Linked DNA regions of Ovis aries: region 1 is linked to region 2. The links are chromatin contacts, called in public Hi-C maps. All regions are on one chromosome and are shown on one strand. The core of a region is the stretch at or near the end of the contact, and the rest is flanking DNA. Distances in the headings are between cores, read along the strand shown. Region 1 holds the start of PSMG4 (proteasome assembly chaperone 4). Region 2 holds the start of PXDC1 (PX domain containing 1).

What was found. Hi-C and Micro-C count contacts between places; a contact is called where the count stands out from the background.
Region 1: a Hi-C map of skin fibroblasts shows a contact between it and region 2, with 5 times the contacts expected there. The contact joins the promoter of PSMG4 here to the promoter of PXDC1 in region 2. A contact is called at or near these places in 2 of 16 Hi-C or Micro-C datasets (skin fibroblasts and tail adipose tissue).

Annotation. Positions count from the first base shown.
Region 1 is chr20:49,583,834-49,589,204 of ARS-UI_Ramb_v3.0, forward strand. PSMG4 (proteasome assembly chaperone 4) reads right to left here and starts at 2,071. Exons shown (of 3, transcript XM_015105278.4): 1 at 1,825-2,071; 2 at 549-624. The coding sequence starts at 1,998.
Region 2 is chr20:49,332,261-49,337,963 of ARS-UI_Ramb_v3.0, forward strand. It overlaps PXDC1 (PX domain containing 1), which reads left to right and starts at 2,414. Exons shown (of 5, transcript XM_027958671.3): 1 at 2,414-3,094. The coding sequence starts at 2,839.

The DNA of each region.
Region 1 (5,371 bases), core at 821-3,320, 250 kb after region 2:
ACCCCGGCAGGCACTGGGCTCCACACGTGGCCGGGACACTCAGGCCAGACGGGGGCGAGGCTGCTCTACCCACTGAGGTTCCCAAGCACCAGGGACCACCAGGCACGGGCATCCTCACCTGGACCAGCGAGGCATCTGCAGGACGTGTGCTCTGGGTACAGTGGAGGCTGGAGCCCCCAAACCTCGCCAGGCCCTCTCCCTTCGAGCTCTGAGCAGCATCACGTGCAGTGGATGCTACCTGGAGCCGCTGCCACTGGGCACCGTGGGCATCCCTCACCCTCGCCTCCCATGAGAACGAGGAGCAAAATCACCTGTCACTCATCGGCTCGGAGGCAACCAAGGCCATCGGAGCGGGTGGGGAGCAGGCCCCTGGAGAGGGTGCTGGCACCACCTCCTGAGACCTGTGCTCAAGGCCTGGGCTTCCTGCAGCAACCAGGGGGGTCACCTCCCAGACGGAGACCGTTCCTCCTACGCTGACTCACCTCCCCACTCCACTGAACAGCGAGGTCCCCACCTGGGCGCTCCGGCAGCTGAGCTGAAGAACTTACCTAAGCGCTGGGCGAGGCCGGTGGACATGGTGTCAGACGTGTCCCCGAGGAGGGCAGTGGACAGGGGGATGGAGTCCTGCAAGGAAAACAGAGCGATACTGGTTCCTCTGCGAGGTCCAGCGCTCCTGGATCACCTGGGCCCCCCTTCCTGCCACAGACCAGCCTCCCCCTGCAGTGGGCCTGTGTCCTCTCCCAGCAGCAGACAGGCCTGCCCAGGGAAGGGCTGGAGCAGCCCAGAGGGGCAAGTGGGTGCAAAGTCAGAGGGGCGGGGGCACCGCAGCCGTGATGGGGCCTGGAGGTCCATGCAGGCTCTGAACTCTTGGGGGTCTGAGCGGAGGGACAACAGCGCTGATGCTGTCAGTGCCAGGCTAAGCCAGGCCTGCAAGAGGAGTGTCCAGGTCCTAGCGTCCTGACCCCAGCACCTGCGAAGGTGACTTTATTTGGACACAGGGTCTCTGCAGATGTAGTTGAGATGTAAGCAAGGGGAGGTGGACTCTTCCTCTAACAGGACTGGTGTCTTAGGAAGAAGGGGAGAGACAGATGCACAGAGGAGGCCTGGGACACTGGAGCAGGACTGGGGTGATGAGGCTGCCAGACCAGGGGCCGCAAGGTGGGAACAGCGCCGCAAGGTGGGAGCAGCGCCGCAAGGTGGGAGCAGCGCTGCAAGCCCAGAAGCGGGAGGAAGCAGCCCGCTGACGCCTCGATTCCGCCTTCTCTGCTGTTCTCAAGCTCCCCGGGCTGCGGCCCTTGGTTACAGCAGCTCTGACACACGGTGGCAAAGGGGACCTCGGCCGACGGCAGCGATGGCGTGGGGCCCAGGTGACAGGTGAGGGAGGTGAGAAGTGGCCGGATTCTGCGGGAGGGGCGGCCTGGGGTCTGGAGCGCCCAGTGGGACACCAGTTACAGCCCGATGGGACGGCGGAGGGAAAGGGCGGGAGAGAGGTCCGTGCGGGAGATGTAAGCAAACGCGGTCAGCGGGGAGCCGGCAGAAAACCGGGGGGACACGCCACCCCCGGCCCAGGGAGGGTGAGAGCGGACAGCAGAGGTCCCACGGGGGCCCTGACACTCCAACCAGAGACGCGGGGTGGAGGGAACCAGCCGTGCGGAGGGACAGAGCCCCGCGGCGGGCGGCGCAGCCCCCGGCCCCTCCCCCACCCGCCCCGCCGGGACCCCAGCGCCCCTCCCCCTGCCTCCGCCCCCTCCCCCTGCCTCCGCCCCCTCCCCCTGCCTCCGCCCCCTCCCCTCCCCGCCCCTCCCCGCCCCCCGCCGCACTCACGTAGCGCGTGCACATGGCCACGGCGAGGTTGCGCAGGTGCGGCGTGGCCCCCACCCAGAGGAAGAGCGAGTCCGTCAGCCGCATCACGTGGAAGTGGACAAGCTGCTCCCACAGCCGCGCGCTGAAGTTGTGCAGGGACACGTCCCCGCCGGCGGCAGCCGCCGGCCGCTCCATCCGCACGGAGCCCGGCCGCGCCAACCCGCCCGCCGCCACCAGACGCCAGCAGGAGAGCGCCGAAAGGCCGAGTGGGCGGGGCCTTCCGGGAAGGCGGGGCCTGGGTGGGAAGTTGAGGGGCGGGCCCGGGAGGGGGCGGGGCGGGCCCGGGAGGGGGCGGGGCGGGCCCGGGAGGGGGCGGGGCGGGCCCGGGAGGGGGCGGGGCGGGCAGGCGTCTTCATTGGGCGCAGTGTAGACTCGCAGGAGCACCTTCCCGGGTATAGACGCATGATCTCGCGCTGTTTACTCGGTGCCACGAGCGCTCAGCGCTGCCGCCTGTGTCCCGCGAGCTGGATTACACTTTCTAAAACCCTCCTGCTGCCAGCAGCCCCGTAGCTGCAGGAGGCCCATGAGAATGGCAGCGATGTTGCAGGAGCTCTCAAAAGGAGAGCTGCGTGGACTGAGTTAGGGGCGTGGACTGAGTTAGGGGCGTGGGCTGACGCGCCTTTGGTCCGAGACAGCAGAGCTGACCCCTGTACAAGCGTGGGCCTCGGCTAACGGTTCAGCCCGAGACTCAGTCTCCCCATCTGCCTCAGAGACGGGGACGGGGGCCACTGTCAGCCCTGCTGGGGAGCTTGACTTGAGTCACTCTGGCACCCTTAGAGTTGACACAGGGACCCTGCAGTGTGTTGAGAGAGTGTCTTTGTAGTAAAAAGCACAGAGCGCCCATTCTTGTCAGATTCTGTTACAACTAACTTGGGCTTAAGGATAGAGATATCAGTTCTTCCTTTTAAATCCCTAACAGGTCTAAATTGAACTGACAGTTAAGAAAGTAAGTATTGTTAAAAAGCTTGCTCTGTTCGCTAATTAATGATTCAATCTATAATTTTCAGGTCAATATTATAATAGATTAACAGCTTTATTAAGAAACTACAATAACTGCACTGATCAAAGTCTACAAACTGAAGCTGTAACGCGTGTAACTCATAAAATCATCACCACAATCAAGAGGGTGCATGTCCATCACCCCCAGAGGCTTCCTCAAGCCCCTGGGAGCGCTTCCTGACCCCCACCCGGGACGCTGCGCTGCACTCAGTCACAGAGCAGTTTGCATTTTCTAGAGTTTTATGTAAATGGAACGTACAGTGTATACAGTGTTTTGTCTGCCGTTTCTCTCCTCACAGTTATTTTGAGATTCACGCAGGCTGTTACGAGTCAGTGATGATCCGGGTTCCGCTGGCTGGACACATCGCTGTGTGTTTAGCGGCCATGCGGTGGTGTCCACTTGGGCAGTTTTCAGTTTGGGGATGCTGCAGTTAAGCTGCTGCAAACACGTGTGAACAAGTAAGTCTCTGTGTGAACATGTGCTTTCATTTCTCGTAGTTAAAGACCTGGAGCAGAATGGTTGTACCGTGTGTGACTTCTTGAGAACCTGACAGACTGTTTCCACAGTGACTGTGCACTGTATGTCCCAGTCTGTTTCGTTTAGCCATCCTAAGGAGTATCTCAATGTAAGTTTAATTTGCACTTCCTTAATTAATAATGAACTTCAATTTATACATTACATCATACACAAAGTGAAGTCAAAATGGTTCAGAGACGTAAATGGGAAACCTAAAGCTGTCGGACTTGCAGAAGACATAGGGGAAAGTCTGTGACCTTTTATCAGACCAAGATTTCACAACAAAATACCAGAAGTGTGATCCATGAAAAAATAAGTCAACAAACTGGACTGACACAGCAGGTGATGTCACCCCACATTAACTCCTAATACCCTCTTAATGCCTTGTCCCCTTAGAAGACAAACGCCATTTTCAAATCAAGAGTTTCTCTCTCTAAAGAATCCTGAAGAGCTGTCTGAGAACCTAAGGCAACTAGCTAACCCCCTGTTCCCTGCCTCCTCCCCAGTCCAGCCCCAGCACAGGTGGGATTGTGCTCCTCTCTGTTCTTCCCACTGGGCTCAGATAACCACCAGGGAAGTCACATGACCCAGCAGGCAGGCTTACAACCTCTAACCACCCCATCAGCAGCTGTCCCTAACACGCTGCCCTGCGGGCCCCAGGATTGCACCCTCTCATTTGCCTCGAGGACGCTTCCCCTCAAGCCCTAACCCCACCAAGCCCAAGTTCACCACATAACCCAGCTTCTGCATTTAGAAAGAAAATCGAGGTTGTCAGGCTCAATTTCCCCAAGGCCTTGTCCCTCTACTCAAACCCATACCTTCCGGTGGCCTCATTCTTACCTCCTTCTCCCCCTCATTAAGCAGAGATGCCCCCTCCCTGTGTCCGAGGTTGATTCTTCCCTCTGTGCTCTGACCCTGCCCTCCTGCATGTCCTCAGGAACCCACCCCATCAACCATGCCAGTTCTGCAAACACTGTGGTGGCCTCTGAGATGTGCCACCCAGACCCCCTTCAAGAAAGGACTGGCTGTCCCAGCTGCTGGAACTGCCCAGAGCAGACAGCCTCCCGCTGTGGGCTCCTTCGGGGTCTGCACCCCCTCCCCAGGCAGCCCACACCCAGTGACTGACAGAAGCAGCTGCGGAAAGGCTAGGCCATTTCAGCTCAACACGGAACAACTGCGGGGGCCATTTTCATTCCAGACTGATGCTCTGCAGACGCTGAGCTCCACAAGGAGGCCCAGCCCCACCCCCACCGCCTGCCCTGTGCTCCCCCACCCTCCCTGACTTCCCTGCAGGAGAGCCCCCTGTCCGGAGGGAGGTTCGCTGACTCTGCCCAGTGGGGAGCCTCTCCTGGCCTGCCTTTTTACTTCGCACAGAGCAATCATTGGCACAATGTCCTTTTTCCTGCCCACCTTCCTTCTCAGGAAGCTTCTCGGGGCAGCTCCGGGGGCCCCTCACCTTGGGGTAGGTAGCTGGCAGGGCCCTGGGGGCACGGGGAAGATGGACTGAATGGTTGGGGGAGTGAGGGAGCTGGAGGAACAGCCAGGGACTTCACGGGGCTGCAGGCTCCTGGCCTGGCCCAGCTCTCGCTAGCGCTGTGTCCCTGCGCTGGGCCTCTGTTACCTTAGCTGGAAATGAAAAGACTGGCTTAGGTCACCTCCAGGGCCCCTTCCTGAAGCGACTTAGCAGCAGCAGCAAGGCGCCTTCCAGGGCTAGTGTCCTGTGAAGATCAGATAAGCATGCAGACGGGTAACAGGATCCTTCCACTCCAGGACAGGCAGGAGCCTGTAATTCTGCAGGGGGCCGCGGGGTGGCAGGTGGGAAGGAGGCGGGCCCCATGCAGAGCCGCCTTGGCTTTGCAGAGCAAAGGAAGGGCCTGGATCCTATCCTCAGGGTCAGTCTTTTCTCTAAACTGTTTAATTTTAGAACACTCAGGTAAAAGAGCAGGTCCTGGTTCCCACGCTGCCCACAGCCCCCAGATGCAAAGCCAGCAG
Region 2 (5,703 bases), core at 1,164-3,663:
TGGCAAAAACTCCCATTCTTGTCAGACTTTCCCAAGTATAAGTTTCCAAGTTAAACACGACTCTCATATCTTTCTACAAATATGGCATGCACAGGAGCCAAAAGCTTATTCACCTCATTAATTTTTGAGGACGTTTATAAGATGAAAAAGCTGATTCAAAGACCATTTGTGGAAATGGATTTGTAGAGTCAGATTATATTAAAGTAAGATTGCAAGGCTAGATATAAAAATGGTCAGTGTCTTATAGGGCAGTACATTATAACCTTTGACGTTAACTCTACTTTGGGACAAAAATTATTTGCATCTCTTCTGTGCACGAATCTGCAGGTTGGTATGCCTTTCATTAATAGTAAACCGCAGCGTCAGACAACAGTACATTCAACTAGAAAAGGAAGTAATCCTTGGGCTTGAAAAATATCCTTTGATAGGACATTGGAAGGATCACTGTTTTTCTGGTCTCATTTTCAGATTTTGGATAATTTTTCTTAATAGATTTTTAAAAATCTGTATCAAAACAATGGATTAAAAAGTGGCAGCTCACTGTGCTTTACTCAGAATTTCTGTAATGATTAGTAAGTTCTGGGCAGTTGCTATTTTTATTCTCTAGTTCCAGGTCTCTTTAAACAAACATCGCTGACAGGAAAATGCTTCCTTCTCTTCAGTGACCAGAGTGTCTGGCACAGCTGAAGGGCTGCCTCGCGAAGTTAGATCTCCTAGGCAACAGGGAAACCAAGACCTGATTGCTCCCAGGAAAGATTTGGCTGGATGCATAAAAGCTCCTGGGCTTCCTTGGTGGCTCAGAGGGTAAAGAGTCTGCCCGCAATGTGGGAGACTCAGGTTCAGTGCCTGGGCCTGGAAGATCTCGTGGAGAAAGAAATGGCACCCCACTCCAGTACTCTTGGCTAGAGAAGCTGCAAAGAGTCGGCTGTGACTGGGTGACTTGACTTCCTAAAAGCTCCTGCGCTCTGGTGGCAGAGAGGCTGCCCGGCCCAGCAGCAGAGCGGGAAAGGGCACAGCGGCGGGAGGCCTCAGTGGGGCTTTGTGGCGGTGGGGGGGATACTCGGCCCAGCCTCCCACCTCCACCCTCTGGGACCTCTTGCAGACCCCATGGTCAGCCTCTCAGTCACCAGGACTCAGCGGCCAGCCCCTCAGTCACCAGGACTCAGCGGCCAGCCCCTCAGTCACCAGCACGGATGGGCGGCTGCCACTTTAGGGGGTCGCCAGCCTGTGGAAAACACCTTCTCTTCTCAGCTCACAAGGCAAACAGGAGGTGAAGATAAACTTGGATGAAAACTTGGATGAAAGCTGACGATCTGATATGGGCCAGTCACTGGGGCCGGCTGAGCAAAACTTGGAGTCGGTGATTGTGTGTAAGGGTGTGTTGGGGGTGTGTTGGGGGTGGGGGGTACACACCCCTCGGACAAGTTGCGTCACGCGACCGACAACCGGCCTTCGGTGCCCACAGTTTCTGCCGAGCTTCTTCAGACCTTCTATAAGTGCCAAGCGCTGAAGGGCCTCGCCCTGGGTCTGTCCACCCCGCCTCGGGCGACGTGAGGTCGCCCAAGACACTCTGCAATCGAGTTCCAACGCCTGAACTAACTTCCGAGTCTTGAACTCTGGCTTGAAGTTACCTCCCAGTGAGGACCATCCTGCGGAGCGAGCGGCTGCGACCCCCGGTTCTGCCCCGGCAGCTGCCCCGGGGCCACTCTCGAAACCCCTCGGCTCAGCACGCGCCCCGCGCAGGCGGGGCCGCTCTTCCCTGGGGCCCTCTCCCACCGCCGGCCCGGCCCGCTTCTGAGCAGCGGTTCCCTCTCCGTCCGGGGGTGGGGGCCCTGGGCGCCGGCGCGGGCCCGCCGCGTCGTCTGTCCCCTGCCGCGCCCGGGCAGTGGCGCGGCTGGAATGCGCGGGGGACGCGGGGCGGGCGGCTCCGGCCTCGGGCCCGGCCCGGGGAGGACGTGCGGGCGGCGGGAACCAGCGAGACAGTCCCGGCGCCGGGTCCCCGGAGCGGTGCGCCCCTCCGCGCGTAAGTTCAGCTTCCGCTCCCGCAGGTCGGGTGGGGCGCGTAGCCCCCTGACCCGAGGGTTTCCCAAGATGGAGAAACGAGCCGAGAGCAGTCGCCACCCGGGGCCCGGCCCAGGCTCTTCCGGGCCGGGCCGGCGGCTAGGGCCGGGGAGGGGGGTGGCGGGCGGGCGGGGCGCGGAGGCGGGGCCGGCGCTCGGGTTTCCGCTCCGCCCCGCGGCCTGGGGACCCGCGGCCCCAGCGGCGCGGGCTCCGGAGGCGGCGCGGGGCGCGGCGGCCAGGCCACCCCTCCGCCCGGAGGCGGGGACGGCGGAGGCGCCCTCGGCCTCGACGTCGGGACCGCGCCGCCCGCGATGGGAAGCGCCTTATAAGCCTGTGGCCGCGCCACCCCCGAGAGCGCGCGGCCCCCGGCCCCGGGCGGGCCCCTACCGAGCCGGCCTCCGGACAGGTTACGGGAGGACCTCGGCCCGTCCCCGGCCTCGGGCGAACCCGGACCCCGGAGAAACCCCGGATCGCTCCAACTCTGGACAGACCTCAGACGGACCCCGACCCGGGATAGATCCCGGCTGCAGACGGCTCCCGGCCGCGGGCGGACCCCGGACAGATCCCGGATCTCTCCGACTCTGGACAGACCTCGGACGGACCCCGGCCCCGGATAGACTCCAGCCGCAGGAGGACCCCGGACAGACCTTGGCCCGGAATAGATCCCGGCTGCAGACGGCTCCCGGCCCCGGACGGACCCCGCGCGGACCCCGGCCGCGGGTGGACCCCGGCCCGGGCGGGCGTGCCCCTGCCGGCCGGGGATGCGCGGCCCGCGGCATGGCCTCGGCGGTGTTTGAGGGCACGTCGCTCGTGAACATGTTCGTGCGCGGCTGCTGGGTGAACGGCATCCGCCGGCTTGTCGTCAGCCGGCGCGGCGACGAGGAGGAGTTCTTCGAGATCCGCACCGAGTGGTCGGACCGCAGCGTGCTCTATCTGCACCGCAGCCTGGCCGACCTGGGCCGCCTGTGGCAGCGCCTCCGCGACGCCTTCCCGGAGGACCGGCCGGAGCTGGCGCGCGCGCCGCTGCGCCAAGGTGGGCGCGGGCCCGGCCTGGGGGGCTGGGGGACTGGGGGTGTCGGGGGGCTCGGGGACCGAGGGCCTCGAGGTCTGGGAGGCAGGAGTGGGCTCGTGTAAAGTGCGAGGGCGGGCTTGCAGGGGCGCTTGTTAAGCCGGGATGGCCGCCCTACGGCCCCGGCACGGAACAGGGATCCTCAGACCTCCGCCCGCCCCCGAACGGTGAAGAGCACTGGCGGGCGGGCGGCAGTCTGCGTGCGGGCCGAGGCAGGCGGGACGGGCGAGCCACCGGCCAGCCCCTGCGACCGCGGCCGGAGGGGCTGCGAGAGCCTTGGGGAGAGTTAAGGAAAGCGTCCCGCGGGGGGCGCGCCCTGTCTGGCGGCACCCCCTACCCCGCGGGGCCGCTTCCCCTGTCCCCGGTGGCCGGGTGGCCGACAGCTCGAGTGCGAGGTGCCACGCGGCCTCTGTCTCTCCCCGGGAGGGGCCGCTGGGGTGGGTCCGCCTTGGGTTTGATGAACCGGGCCGCCTCCTCCAGGCCTTGTGACTTTTCCTGGCTCGCGGGGACTGGGTGGCTTCCCGTTTCCTCTCCGCGGCCTCCAGGGCCAGCCCGTGGGCCGCGGAGAGGAGGCTGGAGGAGAAGGAGCCCAGGCTGAAGTTGAGGCTGGAAGGCTGGGCCCCCTCACCACCCCACAAGCGGGACTACCTGCCCCGCTGAGCAGGCGGGCACCGTCCTGTAAACGCAGCCCAGGGGCACCTTCGGGGGCGTCTCCCTGAGGTCTTGGGATACTCTCCACCCCCACTGGTGACAGCCCTGCCCTGAGTGTGAATTATCTGGGTAATTAGCTCATTCTCATGACACATCTTCTGGCAGACGCGTCACTTGGCAAGTCTCCCAACACTGGCAAGTTTGCCGGCCCTGCCCCTGGAGTCTCAGGCTGATGGCTGCTCTGGAGGGAGTTCAGTGACATCCCAAGCATGGCAGCAGTTTGCCTTGACTCGCTGTTTGGGGGTGTGTGTGTATTTTCACTGTATGAAATGGATGCCCAAATCAGGAAAGCTTAGATGAAGGACCAGCGGTTTATTCAATGCCTTTCATCTTCTCTGGAACGGGGAGGGCCGTAAGTAAACAGGTGCCCCCGAGAGCTAGCCCAGAGTCTGCCTTCCCCTCCTCCCCTCATGCCCTCCCAGGCCTCCAGGTCTCAGTGTCAGTGGACCCCGCTCGGCGGCGCTCCGGGCTGGCTCCTCCCCTTTCCCTGCGCGGGACTCCGCGCCCACTTTCCCCGCGAGGGTTGGCGCTGGTGCTCCCTGTCTGGCAGCAGCAAGCCCTCCAGGGACGTGCCTTCTGTCGTCACCCTCAGTGGCTTCTGATGAGGGTCACAGGCGGGAGGAGGGCACAGCTTCAGTTGTTTTGGGACCTGGGAAACGGAGCAGAAGGCAGGTGAGTGTGAGGCGGGTGACTCGCCATACACACACCCCTGCTGTGCGCACACACGCCCACAGTGTGCAGAACGTGGGTGACTGTGAGGCACGTGGCCCGCTGTGCACACCCACACCCCCATGCGTACATGCACCCCCGTCGTGCACACATATACACACCCATCATGCACACACACACCTACCTTGCGCACATACGTCCCCATCACGCACACCCACACCCGCCGTGCACACGCACGCCCCCATTGTGCACACACCTGCCGTGCACACACACTCCCGTCAAGTACACACACACCTGCCCCTATAGTGCACACCCACACCTGCCTTGCACATGCACACTCCCATCATGCACACACACCTGCCTTGCACACACAGGCCCCCATCGTGCACAGGCAGGCTCCCATTGTGCACACCCACACCTGCCATGCACACCCACACCGGCTGTGCGCCCGCACGCTCCCAGCTCTGTCTGTGTGTGCAGGCTGCACTGGGTCAGTCCTGAGTTTCTGAAGTGTCAGCACAGAGAGTGCCTCTGCAGAGTGGGCACCCACAGGGAGGCAGGAAGAGGGCGGTCACCAGGGAGAAACCAAGACGCAGAAGGGATCTCATAGCTGCGTTTAAGCGTCTGAAGGGTGAAATCAGAAAGATGGGGGTATTACATGCCATGGGGTGCGGGGCAGTTAGATGAGGACCAGGGTTGGGTGTGCACGCTCTCTAACGGCCCGTGATGGGCTGTGGGAACCATCTTCCCGGCTAGAGTCTTGACAGTCGAGGCAAGTGGGGAGACCTCCGTCTGACTGGCGGGCCTCCTGCGAGGCCAGCTCAGCGCCTCGGAGGCCGAGGAAGGGCAACATCAACCGTCTGTCTGGGTCCCGGTTCTCTGCTTGGAGGCACGCCACTGCCCCCAGCACCATCCGAGTGGGCCACACCCTCGGGAAGGCCTTGTTCTTCCTTCAATCCTCATAGGTCCAGGGAAGTTGTTTGCTGAGTGAAACACATCGCCATAAGGTCAAAGGAGAGTTCACTTTATTTCCGGGCAGATTTATTGTTTGCATAAAAAGATGGACTGGATGTCCAAACCATACACGCAAAAGGCATCCTGAAGTGTGTGTTGTGTTGAGATGGCAAGTTTTCTCAGTATAAGTCCCCATCAGAGGCCCTCAGTTTAAACCTATTGCGTATTTCTGGGCTGGG